Regions from separate parts of the Anas platyrhynchos genome. Here region 2 is linked to region 1. A link is a contact called in public Hi-C data. All regions are on one chromosome and are shown on one strand. Each heading gives the region's core, a stretch centred on a gene start, on an enhancer-like site or on the middle of the called end of the contact. The rest is flanking DNA. Distances are from core to core; before and after follow the strand shown. Region 1 overlaps SEL1L3 (SEL1L family member 3). Region 2 holds the start of ANAPC4 (anaphase promoting complex subunit 4).

Region 1 (5,147 bases), core at 1,674-4,173:
AATACTAATGATCTTTGCTTTATATGAAATACGTATAATAATTCTGTGTAAAAAATAGTTGGTTTTCCAGTTGCTTTCACCATGAATGTCAAAAGACTTATTTTCCCTAACTGAGGGAGTAGAACACTCAAAAATCAGCCAAACTTACATAAGAAAAAGAATTTTCTTTCCTTACGTCTTTTTGAACTTGCTGATGGTTAAGTGACTTAGGGAGTGAGTAGTTTTTCCAAGAGTATGTATTAGTCTCGTGTTCCGAAGCATTTTGTTTTAGACCATACTAAAAATATTTTTTCATGAAAGCACCCACCAAGCTTGAGTTTTTGACATGCCAGTCTCTGTAGGTGCATGCTGGTGAATGTAAAAAAGGCCATACTTGCTCTCTCTGGACATCTCTCCTATGTCAAGGAGAAGAAAAGGATGTCCCAAAGCCTTCTAATTTTTTAATGGCTGGGGAAAACATTGACAGGCACTACAGAGAAGAAGAGCCTTGCTCCTTTTGTTGATCTAGTACTGTCAGGGTACGCAGCCTATGATCTGTTTCTTACCTTGCTTTGTTAAAAAACGTACCTAGATCTTGGTTACCTTCCTTGCTCCAGAAAACCAGAACTAGTTAAATTTCTGGTAATGTCCATGGGACTTCATTATGGACCACCACCAAGAAACTACTGTTTCTGTTATCTCTTTGAAACACAAGAGACTACCTGTTCTTTTGAGAGTTTGGGAAAGACTTGAATAAACAGAATAGCTTTCACAATATGACAAATGTCCCTTAACTCAGGATCTGAAGAGCAAATTTCTGGGAACAGCCTAGAGACAACAATTTGCTTACCTTTGCTAGGCTCAGATACTTAAGTTTTTATTATCCCAAGTACATTTTTTGTAGAAAAATAACACTATAATTATTGAAAAGTTGAACTGCTTTTGGATTTTAATGACTAAGCAAGCAACACTGTTCCAATTTGAAAGGAAAATAAATCCTTTTCCAGAGGGCCTTCCTAAGTGCCAGTAGTATACAGTTCTTACTACAGGGGTCACTGAAAGAGACTGTGCAGTGTAGAAGCTTTTGGCAGATGGTAGCAAGCAAATAGCTTGGATTTGTGCACTGAGACTTTTTTTTAGGTAGCTTTTACCTTATGTCACTGTTTCTGGCAGGGTTCCTATTAAACATCCATTCTCAAATAAGAGAAAATAGCATGTCCAAACCTATCTGTTGGTGCTGAGTAATTTGAACTGCTGGCAAACTTACAGCCACCATATGATCCATGACATGAGTTTGTACAAGGAGACAGTGACTCACTGCAGCCAAAATAAAAACTGTGTCCCAGGAAGATTTTCTCCTTACAATCCGTGCTTACTGAGTTAACGATGCAACTCAGTGTGTTGCACAGTATTAAAAAGATCTGTGTGGGGTTAGTCAAATAAAACACGTAGCCGTGTTTTGAGAACATTGGAAAATTCTGTGTTAATTGCTTCCTATTTATTCTTATAGAAATGTTTGAGTTTAAAAGAAGTGGGGTTTTTTGATTGCTAATCCTGTCTGGAAGTGCAGTTATCTCCCTGTTTTTTCTTATTGCCTTCCCTTAGCTCCACTGCAGATGCACACAAGAATACCTCTCTCGTTTAGGCTTTGCACAGGAAATCAGTGAAAAACTTTCACAGTTTGTTCCTGTCACCAAGTATGGGTCTGAATGCAGACATGGCTGAGGCTCTGTAGAATAAGACAAAGTAGCTGGGTTTCAGGGTGGAATCATTCCTTAATGAGCAGTGGGAGGCTCTGAGGGAGTGACTTTATAATCTCTTGTGGTCAACATGAGGCCATAAGGAAAAGAAGTGGAGAGGTAAAAAAAAAAAAAGGCAAATCTTTTATACCTCCATCCCAATGGGAATTTTGACTGGATGTATGTGCCAGATGTCCAGACAGGCAAGCTCATGACAAGACCCAAAATTGGGCAGCAGGTTGAAATTGCAATGTGACACAAGGCAGAGTTGATGCATGATCTGAGACTGCTTTCCTTCTTCTCTAAGGGCTTGCCACAAGCAGTGAATGGACTGGGATGGTATTACCACAACTTTAAAAGAGACTACAGAAAAGCAGCCAAACACTGGTTACTTGCTGAAGAACTGGGGAATCCAGATGCATCTTACAACCTCGGTGTCCTTTATTTAGATGGGATTTACCCTGGAGTACCCAGTAGAAATCAAGTGAGTAAATATTCTGTAGTGTTATTTTCTTTACATTGGAGCCCAATTTACAAATTTTGACTTCATTCTTGAGATGGCTGTCTTTACTCTGAGTCAGTTTTTGGTGCTTTTCGTCACAGAGAAGAGTGGTAGTGGGCAATTCAGTCAGATTGCTCAGAGAGAGAGAAAGTGATGTTACTCAAATTTCTCAGCTGTGCTTCTTTGTGTGCGTTTGTGCTCCTAAAGTTTAGAAGCAAAGCAGTTGCAGGTTTAGCTCCTAATTTTTCTTGACCCTGGGTCAAGCAAACTAGTTTCTCAGCCCTGATGACTTCCCTGGTACTTTACGGGGAAGGATGTTTTCCCCTATAGAAAAAAGCAACAGAATCTTGTCCCTGAACTTGTAAGCAGCTATGCTGTATTCACATTGCTTCTGCAAACTTCGGCACTGCATTAAAAGACTTCCAAGCCAGACTCACAAATGTAGCTATTTAGCATAACCATGGTAGATGGCAGTGTTTTGCCACTGTGTCTTCCTGTGATATAGCCTGTTTAATTCTGTGTGTGTCAGTAAGAACCATGTATTTTCCCTACCAAGAAAGGTTTACTTTGATTATATTTCCATTAATTAACTTTGCAAAAAATGCTGTTTGTAGGTAGTTCTCAACCAACAGCACAAACATAGTGAGGCAGGCTGTAAGAAATGCAAGCAGACCTTGTGCTCAGAGCTAAATGAAGCCTTCAGCGTGGCCTGTGGGTTCTGAGATCTGGATGTACTCCAGACAGCGAGCATTTCTGCTGCCAGCAGCAGTGCTCACCAACATGTGCTTTTGACAAACATGTTTTCCTTCCCTGGGGACTGAAATACACTGTTCAGAGCAGTCTGGCTGTAAGAGTACCATTAAAAGTGCCCAGGTTTCATTACTGATGAAAGCTATGGGAAGGAAGTACTTTGTTATGGCAGTGAAGGACACTCTGAAGTCTTTGATCACTCACAGAAAACAGATACAGATAGTTTAAAAATTCCTGAAATAAGTTATTTCAGGCTGTATGTTGCTTTGGTTTACATTACAGGTTGCTCTTTCTAAGGGTAAGACACAGAGAATCACACATCCTTCCTGCTTTTATGGCTCTGCCCTGCCTACTCAGTCTGAGTTACCTTTTATAAAAGTTTCAGAGACTTGAGAAGCACAGTTGTACACAGCAAGGCATCCTGAGCATTGCTATTGCTCCCCAGCCTTCACTTAGGTCTCACCATTGTAAAAGTCCCGGCCTATGTCTGTTCTCCAGGGTTCCTTATTAATTTCTCTACTAGTACCTATTTTTAGTTTCATAAAGCTTGTATACCACCAGGTGTCAGTTGTATGTTTAGACACTTTTCTATTTATTGTTCAGAATTTCAGTTTTTTAAAATTTTTTCTGGCCTAAACTCTTAAAAGTTGAAGAGAGGAATTCATTTCACTTAAGTACACTAAAAGCAGTTAAAAGTGGTTGGCCTGCACTAGCCAACTTCTGCTTTGAAATTATTTAATAAAATGAGACTTGGGAAACAAAACTCAATAAGCACTAATAATATGGAGTTGCTAGTTTTGTCTTGTTTCTTTGCAGACAGTAGCTGCGCACTATTTCTATAAAGCTGCTCAAGGAGGACATATAGAAGGGACTTTACGATGTTCTCTGTACTACATCACAGGAAATATGGAAGACTTCCCCAGAGATCCAGAAAAAGCTGTAATGTAAGAAATGAAATCATTTGTTAAAGGAGAATATATTTCTGGTGGGATTATTTTGATTATTGATGATTTTTAAGTCCACAATTAAGTCAAAAATACCTTTTAAGTCAAAATATTCTTTACTTCATCTTACTGACCTCCCTGAAAAAAGAATTCTTCTGCAGTAAAGTTTGATCCCCATGAGTATGTGTATTATTTAAATGACCAGTAGATTTTGAGTGATGCTGAGTATTTCTGGTGAACTTGTAGATGCACAAGTATGTAGGCTCTCCAAGTTGTTCCAAGGGAAATAAAAAGAAAAAAAAACCACTGTGTGTAACAAAACAGCACATATTTCTTTAGTGAGAGATGACCAGCTTTCAATGTGGTATAAAAAGACTGATAAGAAATTATAGCACTTATATCACTAAGGTTTTTTGGTTTCGTTTTTCAAAAAATCAAATAATTTGGCCAAGAAAAAGCACAGGACGTCTCTGGTACGTTCATGGAGATGAATGGGTAATTATGTTCTTGTTCAGTCAACACCTGCACCACTGATGCAGTAATTACTGTGAAATCCCACAGTTTATTTTACGAAGTAAGTCAGAAGGTGATCCCATATCCTTCGTGTCCTTCATGTCAGTGTGAGTTGGGGTAACATTACTGCAGCACAGCTGTTCTTATTTCTTTGTTTGTCCTTTTCTCTACAGCTGGGCAAAACATATTGCAGAGAAGAACGGTTACTTAGGTCACGTCATCAGAAAAGCACTCAATGCTTATCTGGAACTCTCATGGTATGTTTGTTCTGTTCTCTTCAAGTTCATGTTCCATCTTTTTATTACTTGATAGCATGATAAAACAATTAACATTGGGCCATCACCTCAAAAAAAATACTAGTAGCACCACTGAAATCTGTGTCAAAACACTTATTGACATACAGGGAAGCAGGAGTTGACCTGAACTGTAATTCAACCATTTGACAGGATCAAAAGAGAAAAAGAGAGAGAGTTTGTGGAGTGAAATAGTGTTGCATCTAGAGCCCACAAACTCACATTACAAGTGGCTGTATATAAATAAGTGGAGCAAACAATGGGAGGGCCCTTGTATGCAGGTTGTAAAGGAAGGTATTGATCATCCCAAGGAGTATAGGTAAAAAGTTAAGGCAAACTAAACCAGTGTGTAAATAAAATGCTCCTATTAGTTAAGCTCACTATGTTCTTGGAGATTTTTCCAGTCTTGTTTTTAAAGGTAACAGTC
Region 2 (5,147 bases), core at 798-3,297, 110 kb after region 1:
ACTTGAAACCTAATTAGAATGAGGGTTTGAACTCCCATCATATTTTAAGTTATATATTTAAGTCAAAAGCCTGATCCCACAATTATTTATTTACATGTTGAACATGTTTACATGCTTCTAACACAGTCCTGATCAGATAGCTTTTCTCTATTTTCCCAATAAATTTAGTAGTTCACATAAAAAACATCTGCTGTGTAAGGAAATGGATGCTTTGCTACACCTTGAAAAGCAGTATTTTGGACATAAATTCATCTTGGAAATCTTTTTTGTGATTGCTTTCAACAATTCAACTTTTGCTATCACTTTCAATAAACCTACATAAAATTAAGCTACCCTTTTCTTCAAATACAGTTTACTTCAAAGTTTCTTTTGCAGATAAAATGTATCAACATCACAACCTTCAGCAATTCCCAGTGGGATTTTTATTGCAGCATGTCACCTCATATACGTTACATTACTTTTGCCATCGGGCCTCCAAGCAAGAGCAGTCACTTCTTTTCCTGTATTTTCATTTGGCGGCAAACTCCAAACTCGCTGAAAGTTTGCGAGCCGATGAAGCAAAACCTACAAAGCAAACACATTTAAGACAGAAAAATAAAACACTAATTTAAATAAAACCATTAATATCATTTGTAAATCAATTGAAGATGCATTTTTTTTTTACTATTCTTTAATAACTTCCACATCCTCAATAACACCTTTTCCTGGAGTAGATGCTTCATTCCTGTGTGATTTAGAGACCAGCCTACTGCTTACTGTACAGCAATACATAGGAATAGCCGGTGCCTTGAAGAATTTAGCAGCCTGTACCCTTCAGGGTTACCCATGCTTCTCCGCCAACGACAGTCCAAAAGCATAATCAGTCTGCATACATGATCACACAGCAGTTTCAGGAAGAAGAAAAGCTTGAAAACAGATCTAATTTAAATAGGAAATGCTTTAAAATCCCAGAGATATAGGCACCCAGAGTTTCATCAGCACATTTTATAAGACTAAGCGCAAGGTCCCACACCTGCATCAGGGCAACCCCAAACATGAATAGGGTGGGTGAGGAGTGGATAGAGAGAACCCTATGGAGAGAAAGGTCTGGGATACTGTTGGATGAAAAGCTCCACATGAGCTGGCAATGTGCACTTGCAGCCCAGAAAGCCAGCTGCATCCCGGGCAGCATCAAAAGCAGCGTGGCAGCAGGGCAAGGGAGGGGATCCTCCCTCCCTGCTTTGCTTGTGAGAACCCACCTGGAGCGCTGCGTTCAGCTCTGGGGCCCCCAGCACAAGGATGTGGACTTAGAGTGAGTCCAGAGGAGGGCCACAAGGCTGTGAGGAGCTGGGGATATTCAGCCTGGGGAAAGGCAGCGCTGGGGAGACCTTATAGTGATCTCTTTATCAGCTACTGTAGTGACAGGACAAGGGTTAACGGCTTTAAATTGAGAGCGGGTAGATTTAGATTAGATATGAGGAAGAAATTATTTGCTATAAGTGATGAGGCTGCGGCTGTGGCAGAGCAGCTGTGGGTGCCCCATGCCTGGGGGTGCTCAAGGCCAGGCTGGATGGGGCTTTGGGCAGCCTGGGCTGGTGGGAGGTGTCCCTGCCATGGCAGGGGGTGGGACTGGGCGATCCTTCACACCCCTCCCGCCCCAACCCTATGATTTCTTCTGCAAATTAAGACCGGAAAGCGTAACGAGCTCTGCGAAGCCTGATAAAGCATGGCTTCCCTTCCCTTTCCTTCCCTCACACACGGCGCAGGGCGGCCGCGAGATGGCGGCCGCCGCCCTCCCCCGCCTCCCTCAGCCCCCCAGCCCACAGTGCCGGCGGCGCTCACCTCCCCGGCCCTGTTGGCCAGGGCGATGAGGTCCCGTTTGGGCGACCAGGCCATGAAGACGACCTCCTGGGGCAGCTGCTTCTCGCCCACCTGCCTGAAGGCGGGCATGGCGGCGGCTCCTCCAGGCGGCCGCCTGGCACCCTCCGGTCCTGCTGCGGGGAGCCCCCGGCCCCTCACGGCCCCTCACAGCCCCTCACGGCCGCCCGCCCGCCGCCGCTGCCGCCTTCCGGAGGCGGCGCCTCCCCGCCCCGCCGCCTGAGGGGAGCGCGTCCCGCTCTGAGGCGAGTTCCCGGTTTTCTTCTCACAAAATCCTCCTGTGAGAAAAATGGAACTAACGCAGCCTGGATTTGTGTCTTTCCCATCGCTCAGCCTCGCCCCAAATTCATCAGTGTGTACCCCGAGCCGCAGTACCCACTCCCACCCCAGGACACCTGGCCTCTCAGCAGTACTCCTGTACTAAAAGACCTAAACACACAAATTTGTGACATTATACAAACACATGGTAAAGAGTGTGGTTCATTTTGCACACCTCTGCTCCAGTAATGATGTGCAACAACAGAATTGTCACTTTAAATTAGGTTTTATTTTGAACGTTGATAGTAACATTAAAAAAAAATAAAATTGAATCAAAGCCTTTCCATAAAAGTCTCTTAAATAATTATATATCAAGAGGTCATGTCTTTTTTTTTTTATTCTTGATTTTTCTTCTGGAGAATATGGCGTGTTTCATAGCCAATCTTTTATGGATCCCTATCTTTACCCTCTTTAGAGTTTTCTGTCTTTGCTTTTTGTCAGTTCTGTAAAGCAAGAAAAATAAACAGATTAGAATAAAACAGGGAACATACTTTTCTACATTTGTTGATATTTTATGTAATCTGTCCATGTAAGTATATGAACTTCAAAGTACCGTCACAAGAAGTTCACAGTACATTCCATCTTACAGCATTATGACATTTAATGTTCCTAAAACTGTTTGTCCACTTTACTGGAATTTATTATTTTTCGTTTATGTATTCATTCAGCATTTACCTTTAACTGCCTATAGGAAACTTAAAAAATGCCACTGACCAAGTATAAAACAGCACATACGGACTTTTGAGCTGAGAATGTTATGTAAGAATATATAATAGAAAGGTGTAGAAGAAAATAGATGAAGTTTAATAACATTATGAAGTGCAAATATGTTACCCAAATAAAATTAGTAAGTTATGTGTTTTCTGTGCCCTACAAAGGATGCATTTCATAGCACAAAAACATTGAGTAATTTTAATAAGTAAAATATTTACAGGTGCTTTTATTAGACAAATGAAACACACATTATTTTCAGTAAGAAATCAGCTAAATAAAATACTGACAGCCTGAAAGGACTAAACCATCCCAGTACAAGATATACCTAACTGAAGAAACAGATGAGGTTTCATGAATTTCTTTTAGTATCATTTTTACTTTTTTAAGCAAAGAACTGTTAAGGGAAGGAGTAACATAAAACAAAATACTGCTGCATTTTAACTCTAATACTCCATAACCAAATCTTGGATTAATGTCATGGCAGGACATGAAGCAATACACCTGTAGTCCACTACGATCTAGCAGGCAGCTGGTGAACATCTTGATGCTGACCCGAGAGGTTAACTGCCTGAATCTCACTACCCAAGAGAGGTACATCATTGGGGAAGGAAGATTTGCATCTCCACTGTTAGTTCCATTTAAGTCAAGAATCACAAACAAAACCATACAACCTGCAGGGTAAGTTACAAAAGCGTGGGCCAACTATCCCACACTGGCATAACTGAGCCATCTGCTGGACCATCTCTTAGCAACCCCCCTTCTCTCTTTTCAGCTAGTTCTTTCTGAAGACTATCAAATAGACTTCTTGTCTTTTGACGTATATATAAGTATGCACTTGTGTATGTTACAGAAGCACGGTCATGGCAGAATAAATGTACTTTATGTCCCCCGTATTAATAAAGATATTACATGGTCCAGATTTAGACCTTACTGCAGCAAACACTTGAAATACCAGATTGAAAAAAAAAAATACAACATTCTACAACAAAGCAAAAGAGACTAGAAACAATAAAAACTGTGTAGTGCCCCTTCTGTGAGAAATCTGAAGGGGATAAAAGTTTTACATTACTGTAGATTAATTTTGAATGTTCTTGGCAGAGCTATGCCATGCACCATTCACCAAGTTTGGGATCTGTATAAATCCCTTTTGAAAGAAGTCATAGTTAAGGAACTGGGAACTATAGGAAGTTACCTGTCTAAATGAAGCTGGTTTTTATCATATCCTCCTTTAGTATATACTCCCCAGCAACACAGCAAGTGTTGAAAAGCTGTCTGAATATACTGGAAGTGTTGAAAATACTGAAAAGACAGCTCCAGCATGCAAAGCCTAAAATTCTGTCTTCCTAAATTATTTCTATGAAATAGGGTCAACTCTCATCTGAAAGCTACTTTTCATTATATTAATACAATATCACACTTACTGGCATGATGTTCTAGTGCGGGAGAGACTGGGACAGGTACTGCGCTTGTGACCTTCCTTGCCACAAACAAAACAGCCAGCATCAGTCTTCTCACAAGTGTGGTTTTGAAGAGCGCAGCAGTTGCATTTGTTACAGTGAAACCAAGCTACAAAACAAGTAACATGACTTACGATCTTGAGAAGGTTCAGTTATCATTCTGAAGCTGAGTTTTAAATATAGGCTGTTTTATGAGGTTTGTTATTTTGTTTTACTTTTTCAGGGATATAGATAGTCATTCTCCGGTCCCTTACCATACTTGATAAATATTCATTAGAGATACCGTGGAACTATTTCAATATAACTAAACTATTTTGTTGTTAGAGCTGTTATCCTGTACATGACCTTAACATGAAAAAATGGCTCACATATTAAAATGGTTTTTCAAAGATACAATTTCAATACTGGCAACCATTTCAAATGGTTGCTTCAGCTAATAAAACATCACTCTAAATACAACTTCATTTGTGTATGAAGCATAACTTGATCATGCCCTCACAAACATTTTAGCAATTGCTTGTGTGTTTATAAAATTCTAATGAAAAAGTTTACAAAATTAGGAAACACATGACAGCTCAAAATATTTCAGTCTTCCCATAACAAATATAAGTCTTGAGAAGAACTGAGGTGTATTTCCACTGTGTGGAAATAACTACATTATCTTATGGCAACTTGTGTAAAACAGATTTTTCCTTTAAGTTATGTCTTCTGTATGATCCCATTTTACTACTCTTACAGAATATTTTCTCTTCTGATTTGTCATCTCAGTTTCTTTGAAATAATACCTTAAGTGTACTTTTA

The links. A called contact is a pair of places that touch in the nucleus more often than the background predicts.
Region 2: a Hi-C map of liver shows a contact between it and region 1, with 2.4 times the contacts expected there. The contact joins the promoter of ANAPC4 here to the enhancer-like site in region 1. A contact is called at or near these places in 2 of 8 Hi-C or Micro-C datasets (liver and subcutaneous adipose tissue).

What each region holds. Positions count from the first base shown.
Region 1 is chr4:60,774,803-60,779,949 of IASCAAS_PekinDuck_T2T, forward strand. SEL1L3 (SEL1L family member 3) reads left to right here. Exons shown (of 24, transcript XM_027457292.3): 15 at 2,026-2,202; 16 at 3,787-3,914; 17 at 4,601-4,684. Among named protein-coding and RNA genes, the nearest start is that of SMIM20, 25 kb to the left of the region's middle. Within about 2 kb of position 2,924, at least 3 of the 8 cell types and tissues checked have an H3K27ac peak or open chromatin away from gene starts, as enhancers often do. A contact at or near this core is called in subcutaneous adipose tissue, where this site is marked.
Region 2 is chr4:60,884,490-60,889,636 of IASCAAS_PekinDuck_T2T, forward strand. It overlaps ANAPC4 (anaphase promoting complex subunit 4), which reads right to left and starts at 2,048. Exons shown (of 28, transcript XM_027457300.3): 1 at 1,822-2,048; 2 at 459-564. The coding sequence starts at 1,929. ZCCHC4 (zinc finger CCHC-type containing 4) reads right to left here. Exons shown (of 13, transcript XM_027457302.3): 12 at 4,311-4,455; 13 at 2,432-2,618. The coding sequence ends at 2,495.